Regions from separate parts of the Mus musculus genome. Here region 2 is linked to region 1. Evidence: chromatin contacts called from public promoter capture Hi-C data. All regions are on one chromosome and are shown on one strand. Each heading gives the region's core, a stretch centred on a gene start, on an enhancer-like site or on the middle of the called end of the contact. The rest is flanking DNA. Distances are from core to core; before and after follow the strand shown.

Region 1 (5,788 bases), core at 2,856-5,355:
GTGAGCAGCAGTCAAGCTAAGATATTATGATGTCACCACTCAGGCAGATAACATGCATTAAATTATGTGTTGGTAATAGGACAAGAGTTAATTCTTCTTAGATTGTACCTTTCGGGTTTTCTTCGATAAATGTTTTTAAAACTGAACCTGTACAATTATTTTTTTAAAAACATAATACTGTTTTGTAAAAACATATCACTAGTCAGATGTTTGTTTCTGTAGTGCCTTTATTATCATACCCACAGGAACATACAGCTTTCTAGCTCTGTTGAGATAGTGCCCCCTCCAATAGGTCCCCATAACCCCACCCCCACCAGGTCTGTCTATGAACAGATTCTCTCACTCTAAGCAAGAGACTGTAGTTCCAGTGAGGAGTCACACTGAGCATAGCAGAACTGGTACCCAGGTGAGGATAAGCCTGTGACTTCCTGTCAAGTGGAATCACAGTCAGGTCACGCAAGAGAGTACCCAGCCAGTAAACAGATGCTTACTGAACTTATTGCATAAGCCAATCAGAAGCCTGCTTGTTTTTTGTACAGACCAGTGACTAAATGAAAAGCCAAAAAGCTAAATTATTTTCAGCCCCCAAATGCAGTTGACATGAAACCATAGGGTTCCTCTGTTTACACAGTGGGAGAAGGCTTTTTAGGAACACAGGGTGGTCAGCCTCCCTTAAACAAACCAGAAGAGGTTCTTCACATTAAGAGGTTCTGCTATGAGAACCGGTCAGCGTTGACTCATCCTCTGTCCCTGGTACCCAGGCTATGTATGGTCTCTGTCTGTCTTTTATCCACTTGGGGGCTGGCTCTGTCATCTGACAGAGAAGCATAGTTTCTATTGGGTTCATGTATAAATAGGGTTTGGGGCATCCTCCAAGAGAACATTGCACAAAATTAGATAACTGCTGTAGAGTCAAATGATATTATTACCTGGAATACTTACAAAACTGATATAGGAGGATCTGGGAAGAGGGCTCCATTGGTAAAGCACTCAATGAGTAAGTTTGATCCCAGGACATACCGGTCTCAGTGGTGCATACCGGTACAAAGACAGTAGAGGGCTGCCCAGGTAGTCTAGCTAAATGTTGAGTTCTTGATTCAGTGAGAGAGACAGACATTGTCTCAAGCAACAGGTGGACAGCAACAAAGAAAGGTCAACCTTAGACCCCCACATTCTCACACTTGTGTGTGGGTATCTGCACACACTGCACACTTGAACATGTGCACACCCATATTAACACACACACTCCTTACTTAATTCTGTAAAAGTCCTGCCATGATACCTGGCCAAATGGACTACATTCTCCCCAGCAAAGAACAATAATCCTTTTGATTTCTCTTTCCATAACATCAGGTACCTGAGGTCTACTTCATAAACCACTGAACAACATCATCAAAAATAACAGAAATAACTCAGGAGTCCTGGGAGCACAGTGAAATCTCACATAGTGCTATAGGTCCCACTGTATCGCCCTGGGTGGGGGGAATCGCCTTACTGTCCCACATGGGCAACAACGTATGTGTTACCTGTCTGGTAGTCCCTTGGAAGCCATCTCGGTTATTGAATCAAAAGTCATGGCATATACTGGGTTTAGACTACAATCTGAATTTCAGCATCCATTGGGACTCTTGGGTCATATCCCTGCAGGTAAAAGGGTACATCTCTAGTCCAATGTTGAGGTCTGTGGGCCCTTTTTTCCACTGGCATTCTTGGGTCCCACCCCCACATATCTTGTGTTTTCAGCAAGAGAGCTTCTATGAGTTGACCCATTCCTGGAGCTGCTACAAGGAGAGGTGAGGGCTGAAAATGGGAACAAACAGAATAGCCCGATGTGATTTTAATGGCACAAAATGATTTTGCATAATACATTGATGGTTACTAAGAGCACATTAAAGAATAAATGCCCACGGCTTTCTTCATCAAGTGTCATTTAAATCCCATTAGATAGAGCCTTGTGAAATGGCACTGGCAATATGACTCCCTTCTAATTTTCCTGTGTTTTGGCCACTGTGAAGGCCCTGGGGAAATAGCGTTTGTCTGATAGGCATTAGAAGGAACAGTGGGTGAGCCACAGACATTGTAAGGTGCCTCTCCAACTCAGCTCAATGGTCAAAGTGAAATTTCATGGTGGGAATTATACAACAAAGATATATAGCTTTGTTGATGGTTGGTGGGTTTGTTTTGCTCTTTGATTGAGATGTCAAGATTTTAGGCCAGCAGCCACACTCCCTTCTGCTCTCCTCATATTTTCCTGCCAAGCTGCCTGAAACTGGGTGCATATACAAAGCTGTTATGCCCTTTAGATGAATTGAATCCTTTATCATTACATAATGACCTTTGTCTCTTGATAGATTGTAACTCTCCCTGCTCTCCCAGTTTCCACTTGTCTAACATATTAGTAACTCATCTCACCATAGTGACAAAATTCCTGAAAGAATGAATTTTAGAGATCTGCTTGGCCTCACAGTTTGAGGTGATCCGGTTCGGCACGGCGGAGAAAGGCCTGCTCATATCGAGACAGTCTGGGGAACACAGAGGTCAATGGAAAAGAGGCTGACCTATAACCCTAGTGCCAACCCCACCCACCCATCCCCCAGGGACCCACCCCCTGCAGCTCGGTACCACCTCCTAAGGTTCTACCACCTTCCAAAACACCACCACCATGTGGTGACCAAACATTCATGATCCCTTAAGGCACGATTCCCATCCAACCATAATGCAGTGTCCTTTCTATACTCTCATTTTAAACCTTATGTGTCCTTATAACCAAAGAAGTCCTCCAGTAGGAAAGTGTCTTACTGAATGAATCTTACTGGAGAATGCAAAGGGACAGTGAGTGTTTGGTAGACATTTAGGCAAACAGAAAGGCAGCTGTGTATGAAGAGCAACTGTCTAAAAGACCTTCTCACTGTGGCTTGGTGAGTGGCAGTTTCTAGTTTGCTATCATTTACTCCTTGCAATTCAGTGATTTGAGTATGAAACCTTAAACCTTGTCATAAGAGGGTTAAAAGCATAGTTCATTTGAATGGCTAACAGAGACTGGTTCTAATTAAGGTTTGACTATTTGTGTTTGTGTATGAATGGTATTTCAGTTCATTATCAATGTTCCTACTGGGGGAAAATAAAGTGGTTTGGAGAAACTTTATGTGGAATCTCTCTACCTTGCCTCTGCCCATCCCTCCTCCTGGCCATAGTTCTCAGTCCCAGAGATTTTTCTAGACAGATCCCTGGCTCTCTAATTTCCCCACATCTTGCTATCATTTAGTTCCAGGGGTTTAATGTCCTATGTTTACCTGAATTCCCAATTCCCTCCAAATCCCTGTATGCTGTAAAGCACCTAACTTGTAGGTCTCCCTGTGTCTTCATTTGCTGGTTCTCTGGTACTTTCTTGCTTGAAGCTATGATTTAATCATAGCACAAACAAAAGTAAAACAGAAAAATGCATAGGATTGCTATGATTCACTAGAAAATGTAGGATTCTTTGATTCCTTACCCACTCATATAACTGAGCTTAAATTAAGCGAGTCTGGAAATCCAGACTGTTTTCTCATGTCGGCCCTCTGTTTCATGCTGAACTAGGCAGCCGGTCTGCAGCTTGAAACTGGAGATGAATACGCAATCCATGCTGGTCAGAATTAGCAGAAACTTCTCAACTCAGACAAAAACCAGAACTTGAAGGTTTTCTGTCCCTGTTGTGGGAACAGATTAGGGATACTGACAGAAGGAAGCACATCTTTAGGGGCTAAGATCTGGCCTTTGGTTTGTTTTCTTAATATAAATTAAATGGATTTGTCACGTCAAACATGATGAGCCTTTATTGTGAGAGGGCCCAGTCTCAGGCCTGTGGCCCATGTTAGATGGGTTTTGTGCAAAGGATTCAAGAAAGGTCTTTACTGGAAGTTTTGTCTGCAGAGGAAAACAAGCGGAAACTCACTGACGGAGCACCCCGTGGTCTAGGAGAGCTTTGGTTGGGATATTTCCCTGGGCTTTTTACTTCTATTTGGAGAAGCTGAACTTTTGACAGATGGACTTCTTTTCCCTAGGCTGATGTTTATCTAAGAGTGTGGTGGTTGAGAAATAATCCAGAATTCACAAGGTCAGAGAATGGCCTGGTTTACACACGGTCCCTCCGCCCATCTCACCCCAGATTCCCTTAGGGAGGGTTGCTGGTGTATCCATCCCACAAATTCTCACCCAAAGGACCCACCAGCCTCTTGGGTGCGGCCCTCTCCATTCTGGCAGCTCCATTAGACTCAGGCCTCAGGGTCCTCTTACCTCTGCACTCTGAGTTTGAAATCAGTCCAATATTCTTGACCAATGAGTATCTTCATGCAGTGCACTGGGAATTAAAACCATCGGTAAGACTGGATTTTTGTAATGCCTCCGTTTGTGAGAAAATAGACTACTCCATTGTATTTTTTGATCCTGAATGGGAGAGTTAAAGTAAAGCTAAATAAATAATCTCAGGCTTATCTTGGAAAATTGTAAAGGACCCATTAAAAAGAGGATTATAATTATTATAATAAGCCATTCTTTTCCTCCCTAGTCACCTAGTTCCTTGGTACATAAAGATGGTATTTTTCCCTAGGGGACACTCAGCCTTTGTGTTCTGCCCTGGGAGGTTGGTTATCATCCATAACTATGGCTCCACAAGGAAGATAACCCAAGCACACACAGAACGGTGCTTCATGTGGCCTGCACAGTCTCTGCATCCTCCTTCTGGGTAGACTGACTTTCGCCTTGTAATGACTTGCACGGAACACACCAGAACGACTGAGGTTGTCACACTCACGATGTTCTTTTTCTTGTATGTTTTAGAAATTGAGGCGAAGGAAGCATGTGACTGGCTCCGAGCTGCCGGGTTCCCGCAGTACGCTCAGCTGTATGAAGGTATGTGAGCCTTTCTCCGTTTTTCACAGAGAGAACTGACAACTGAGACCCTGCCTGGAGGGAGGGAGGGAGGGAAAGGAAGGAAAGGAAGGAAAGGAAGGAAAGGAAGGAAAGGAAGGAAAGGAAGGAAGGAAAGGAAGGAAAGGAAGGAAAGGAAGGAAAGGAAGGAAGGAAAGGAAGGAAAGGAAGGAAAGGAAGGAAAGGAAGGAAAGGAAGGAAGGAAAGGAAGGAAAGGAAGGAAAGGAAGGAAGGAAGGAAAGGAAGGAAAGGAAGGAAGGAAAGGAAGGAAAGGAAGGAAAGGAAGGAAAAGGATTGATTGATTGATTGATTGATTGATTGCTATAGTTTAAATCTAAACAATCCCCAACTCCTATTCTCTACCAGCAATTTACTAATTAGGAAGGGAAAGCCCAGGACATTAAGCGATCTCGTCCTAGTTAGAGTTTCTGCTATTGTGACAAACACCATGACCCAAATAAGGAAATGGTTGTTTCAGCTTACAGCTCTCAGGCCACACTCCTTCCCTGAGGGAAGGCAGGGCAGGAACCTGGAGGCAGGAATGGATCCAGAGGCCAAGGAGGGATGCTGTTTATTGGCTTGCTCTTTGTGGCTTGCCCAGCCTGCTTTCTTATAGCACCCAGGACCACTAGCACAGGGGTGGCCCCACCCACAGTGAGTGGGAACCTCCCACATCAATCATTAATCAAGATAATATCCCACATATTTGTCTGCAGGCCAATAGCATGGAGGAAATTTCTCAGTTAAGATTTCTTCTTCCCAGACATGTCTCTGTGTCCAGACAAAAGAAAAACAAGCAGCTCGCTGTCCTTACATGGATGGATGGGAAATTAAAAAATCCCAGCCTTTCTGATTCTTGATGAATCATATATACATATAC
Region 2 (5,868 bases), core at 1,905-4,404, 300 kb before region 1:
ATGGCTTCTTGGGCTCTGGTCATTGGATGTAGGTTTTGTTTTGTTTTTGCTTTTTACCTTCCTTATTCTTTGAGTTAAAGTATTCATTAATGTTCAAATGGGGGTGGTTCAATAGTTAATGTTGAATGTCAACTTGACTGACTTTAGAATCACCTAGGAGATAAGCCTCAGGGCATGTCTGTGAGAGAGTTTCTAGACTAGATTAAGTGAGGTGGGAAGACCCTCTCTCTATGTGGGTGGCATCCTACCATGATCTTCATAAAAAGAAAAAGAGCAGTTATACATACCAGCCTTCCTCTTTCTGATGATAGGAAGTTCTCCTTCCTTATCTCCTTCCTTCCCTCCCTGTTTACTCCCCTCTCTCCATCTTCCTTCCTTCCCTCTTTCTTCCTTCATCCCTTCTACTTCATTTTAAAATCAAATCTAATCCTGGCAAGAAATGTATTGTTAATATACTTGGTGTGGCTTCTTCTACAGAGCTAGCAAATGTTAAATAATATGACACATCATAAATAATACACATACACAAATAATGATGGCACTGAATTACTATTGTACTGGCTGGTTTTGTGAGTCAACTTGACACAGACTGGAGCTATCACAGAGAAAGGAGCTTCAGTTGGGGGAGTGCCTCCATGAAATCCAGATGTGGGATATTTTCTCAATTAGTGATCAAGGGGGAAAGGCCCCTTGTGGGTGGGACCATCTCTGGGCTGGCAGTCTTGGGTTCTATAAGAGAGCAGGCTGAGCAAACCAGGGAAAGCAAGCCAGTAAGAAACATCCCTCCATGGCCTCTGCATCAGCTCCTACTTCCTGACCTACTTGAGTTCCAGTCCTGACTCCCTTGATGATGAACAGCAATGTGGAAAGTGTAAGCTGAATAAACCCTTTCCTCCCCAACTGCTTCTTTGTCATGATGCTTGTGCAGGAATAGAAACCCTGACTAAGGCAACTATCAATGATGGCACTGTGTTACTAACATTAAGCTCATTCACTTAACATTTGGGAGCATCAAGAATCACCTGAGTGAAATCAAAGGCTTGAGGAAGACATAGATTTACATAAAGTATTAGTCGGTCTGAATAGAACTTAACAACTCATAAGTAATTCATTTCCCAGCAGAGCTATTTGCAGCCGGGGTTAAATACAGACCATACGAAAGTCCTTTCTCTGTGAGTGCAGGGTGACACATAGGTGTCAGGATGACATCTCTGATACTGTGAATTTACAGTGCCCTGCCTCACCAAGGCTCACGACATATTTATGTAAAAGGTTTCTCTTCCTCAGAGGATGCACAGTAAGGCTCTTCTGGGAAATAGGTAGGTGTTCCTCTCACTATCCAGCCTGGAGGCACAGCCTGGCTTCAACCTTGTTCTGTACTATTCTGGGAATCTGTATTCAGTACAAAGACATTTTTTTCTGATAACAAAATCTGTTTATACCTTTAGTGCCGAGCAATAGAACACACTCAAAGGGATCACTGTTGAATTTTTAAAAATTACTTTTTATTCTTTGGCATTCATATACATATATAACCAATTTTAATCATTTCACTCCCTGCTATCCTCACACCCCCTTTCTTCTTCCTGCTTAAACTCCTCAGCAAGTACCCTCCAATTTGAAGTCTTCTTTTTGTGTGTGAGCCATTGAATTTACATAAGTATAGCTGGCAGGATAGTTACTGGAACAAGGGCAATGCATTGGTGGCTACATCACCCGGAAGCACAATGCATTACCCACAGCAACTATTAACTTTTGGTAGCCCCTCGGGGAGGGATTTACTGTCAGTAGTGTCTCAGGAACACTCCTCCACCTTCCATAACGAGTTTATGACTATAACAGCCAGGTCTTGTCCAGAAGTCATCTTTTCAAACGCAGGCATCTCTAGCCTCTGGCTCTTAGGTTCTTATTGACCTGTTCTTCTGTAACACTTCTGGACACTTTGACCAGGTGTGAGCCTCTGCATTAACTACCTCCTATTTGCCATAAGCCACCCTGATTCAGGGTGAGAGTATCACTAATCAATGCATATGAACATGAGTGTTTAGGAGGCAATGGGACCGTCTACTTAGCAAAACAGTAATAATGAATGGCTTCTAAGGTCTGTGATCTCTCCAGCCTCCAGCTTTTGACTAGGCTTATAATATATAGCATGCACTTTTAACAGTTTGCTGTCCGTTCCTGTGATAAACACCATGACCAAACAGTGACTTGGGAAGACAGGTTTTACTTCAACTTACAGGTTATGTCTATCATTGAGGGAAGCAGGGACATGGAGGGGGTCCTTGGTGGCCACAAAACTCTCTTGTTAGCTCATTTACTGATTCAGTGATGCACAGGGGTTTTTAAAGTCCTATTCCACAGGCTTCCTATATCCCATTTTATTTTTTCATTCTATATTTTCTTCCCAGGATTGGGGATTTTCATAAAGAGATGATATTTTCAACCTTCAACAAGCAATATAGACTTTCACACAAGACAAGCTAGGAAATACCATGGCTGAACCCCATAAAGAAGCCATCGGACAGGTTCAAACACTTTAGCCCTCTCTCCATTCTGAAGCCTTCCTACTCCCTAACAAGAAGGGCACTGTGAGTCAGTTAACTTTCTTATTTCAAGCCTCCTGAGTTTTAAAAAAAGAGTCTACATTTGACTCTGGGCATGGATTCAAAGTCTTTTGGAATAAATGAGCTGCTTGTCTGGCTGTCAAACGTGGCCACCACCAGCACACTCATCATAACCTTCATTGGAGTTTATGTGCCGGACAAGGAAGTGCTGCCTTTCAAATTCAACAATATCTCAAACCGTGGTTGCCTTGCAAATATGGGCCCGCCCTCAGAGTAGCTAAGGGTATTTATAGTGTGTTTAAATTATGTAGGACAGAGAAAAGGAGGTTTGAAAGTCCAGCAGAGAGTTGGATAATCGACTTCCATAAAACTTAGATGAACAAAAACAACAAAAACAATTACCCTTTTTGTTCAAATGCTGGAAAGAATTTTGTCTACCTTCTTGCTTCACTGGGATTTCTTTATGTTTTCCTGGCTAGCAGAAATGTCACTGTTCATGATGCATTTGGCTTCTTTGAGGGGAGGCAAGGATTTCAGCTGAGTCTAGCACAGCGGAATGAGGAGCATTGGAGTGCACAGCCAGCAGTCAGTCCTGCCAAATCAAACAGGAACCAGGGAGAACAATGGAAGATTATGTGAGGGAAAGTGGATACCCTGAACCAACGAATGCTGCAGGAAACCCACATCAATTATACTGGGAACCAGCCACTCTCCCCCTTCACAACGCCATCCCTCCTGCTAGAGCTCTGGGGACATTGTGGATTCACCCAAAGCTCACCCACAAAAGGGCAGTGGGTGGAGGGGAAGCAAGCATGCCTTTTCTTAGTTTCCTGCTTGTCTCCAGAACTCTACAAGTCTTAGAGACCACGCTGTCCTTTCAATGACATTAGCCTAAATGACTCCCCTCTGTGGTTGGTGAGCCAGCAAAGAGTCCTTCCGGCTACAGCTCTTATGTAACAGCCTAGGATAGACAAACTGACTGCCTTTGACCTTGCTTGTGTCTTGATTCACAGGGGAGAAAAAGCAAAATGCAGAACAAAAAGTAAATAGACAAAAAACAAAAACAAACAACAGCTGGATTTTACTAGCAGTCACCAAAATGATCATGTAACTACCCCACAGGGTAAGCTCTTGGTAGCTCTGCCCGAGGCCACAGGTCTTAGGTCTTAGCGATATTCACTTTTAAACATGGCCAAGGACCCTGGCAGCACACAGTCAGCACAGGCTCAGCATGGACAAACAGGTCAGAGAAATCAGAGGGCAGTGCAGAACAATCCAGTGTGACTGGATCACTTATCCTTGCAGTTTTGAGATTTACTTTTATTTTATGTGCATGGGTGTTTTGCCTAAATGTGTGTATGTGCACTATGTGTGCACAGTGCTCAAGGAGGCCTTTAGAGGGTGTTGGATCCCTGGAACTGGAGTTAGACACGGTTGTGAGCCGTGGTATGGGTGCTAGGAATTGAACACAGGTCCTCTGAAAGAGCAGTCCCATGAACTTTTTAAATTTCCAGTCTTTGTGAAATTTGGGATAAATTTTGGTTTCAATTTTATAACACAGGTCAAAATATATTGTCATTTTTTCATATGTACTGAATTTTTTATGGCTCAGTGTGTGGACTATTTTTAGCAGTGAACTATTTGTACTTGAATATAATATATTCCTTCTAAGTTCAACATACTACTTAATTGACCCACTTTGTCATCACCTGAATGCACATTTATGAATCTTTTCATGTTCTTGATCTGTATGAGTTATGCACATTTCATTATGATTGTGTGCCTTCAATTGCTCTGTCAATTTCTGTTTTCTATATTAAGAGGATTTATATAGGAACTTAGAATTTTAAATTTTTTTTCTTCTACTGAATTATCTCGTTAACTCTAATAGCATCCTTTTCACTAAAAATAACTTATGGCTGACAGAATTTTCATGTCACTTGATTTTGTTTTGTCTTGAGAGCTGACCCTCAACTTTCAATCATCCTGTTTATGCCTTCCTAGAACTGGGCTTCTTACATGCATCTACCAGCACCCTGGATGTTTTATTGTCAGCTTTGCTGTGTTACTTCAGTAAGATCTTTCACATGCATCTCTTTAGTTCTATAGCACCCAGGAGACTGTCATTATTAACAGCACCATCTGCTTATGCTGGTCTTCAAATCAATTCACCTAAGGCTTCCCCCAACATTTTGATTATCAACTTTTTTCTTGCTATTTTCTTGAGTCTTCTATATTCTGGATTCAGTTTTGGTTTTTTGTTTGTTTGTTTTTGTTCTCTGTAAATTGCTGGACTGGTATATATTTGAGCAAGAGTTGAACTCACTACTTTTGTCTGAATGTATCTATGTTTTGCCTTTATTTGCATATTCCTCTTTAGTTCAAAGGAGAATCCTAGGTTTGTGCAGAGCTGATTTTTACCGTCACTGAGTTATGCTCCTTCCTGGACTCTGCTATGGCTTGGGAGAGCTCTGTTGTTGAATGTTTACAGTTGGCTTTTTTCTGTGTTTGCAGAAAAGCTCTTGACTTTGATGTTCTTTTATTTCACCATCACACATGTGTGTATCTTTTCCTCATAGTTGGTATGCACTGTATTATGTATGCATATGTATGCATATATATGTATATTTGAGAATTTATGAGCCTAGAGGGTTATCTTTGTGGATAACCTGTTTGCTGTTCCAATGGGAGGATCTGAATTTGATCCTCAGAGTTAGGCACAGTGACACACTCTTCCATTCACAAATTCTCTTCTCAGCTCAGAGTTGATTAATCTGCCAATTTATATTCATCCTTCTATGGCTTTCATAGACGTATATGATGTATGTATGTGGTGTGTGTATATGGGTGTGTGTTCACACATGTGTGTGTATGTGCATATAGAGGCCAGAGATTAATACCTGATGTCTTCCTCCATCATTCTTCACAATGTATGTTGAGGCAGGTTCTCTTGCTTAAACTCAGAACTGATCCTGATAACCTTGATAGCCTGGGGTTCCCTGTCTCTGACAAAAGCACAGAGATTACAGGCAGGACTCTATACTCTCCCAACAGTTGCATGGTTTCTGGTATCCTGAACTCTGGTCCTCATTCTTGTGTGTCAAGTACTTCACCTGTGGAGATATCTCCTATCCCAAGCTTTTGTCCCCGCCGGCAAGAACACACTCAGGACAACCGGAATCTTCTGTGGCCAAGCTTTATTGCTTGCTTCTCAGGAAGACCCCGAACCGGGAAAATGGCGCTGCTTATATAGCCCGCAGCGTGACGTTTCAGCACCTGATGTGGCATGACAGCTCCTGAT

Evidence for each region. Capture Hi-C pulls out chosen DNA fragments and counts their contacts.
Region 2: a promoter capture Hi-C map of liver shows a contact between it and region 1. The contact joins two enhancer-like sites. A contact is called at or near these places in 2 of 115 datasets of contacts at active chromatin or transcription factors (embryonic stem cells and epiblast stem cells) and 1 of 9 other capture datasets (liver).

Annotation. Positions count from the first base shown.
Region 1 is chr5:151,094,523-151,100,310 of GRCm38.p6, reverse strand. Stard13 (StAR-related lipid transfer (START) domain containing 13) reads left to right here. Exons shown (of 14, transcript NM_146258.2): 2 at 4,819-4,890. Among named protein-coding and RNA genes, the nearest start is that of Stard13, 93 kb to the left of the region's middle. Within about 2 kb of position 4,105, at least 22 of the 459 cell types and tissues checked have an H3K27ac peak or open chromatin away from gene starts, as enhancers often do. A contact at or near this core is called in liver, where this site is marked.
Region 2 is chr5:151,391,782-151,397,649 of GRCm38.p6, reverse strand. The region is part of intron 2 of 1700028E10Rik (RIKEN cDNA 1700028E10 gene); the gene reads right to left. It also overlaps a transcript of Stard13 not described here. Among named protein-coding and RNA genes, the nearest start is that of Gm3704, 12 kb to the left of the region's middle. Within about 2 kb of position 3,154, at least 74 of the 459 cell types and tissues checked have an H3K27ac peak or open chromatin away from gene starts, as enhancers often do. A contact at or near this core is called in liver, where this site is marked.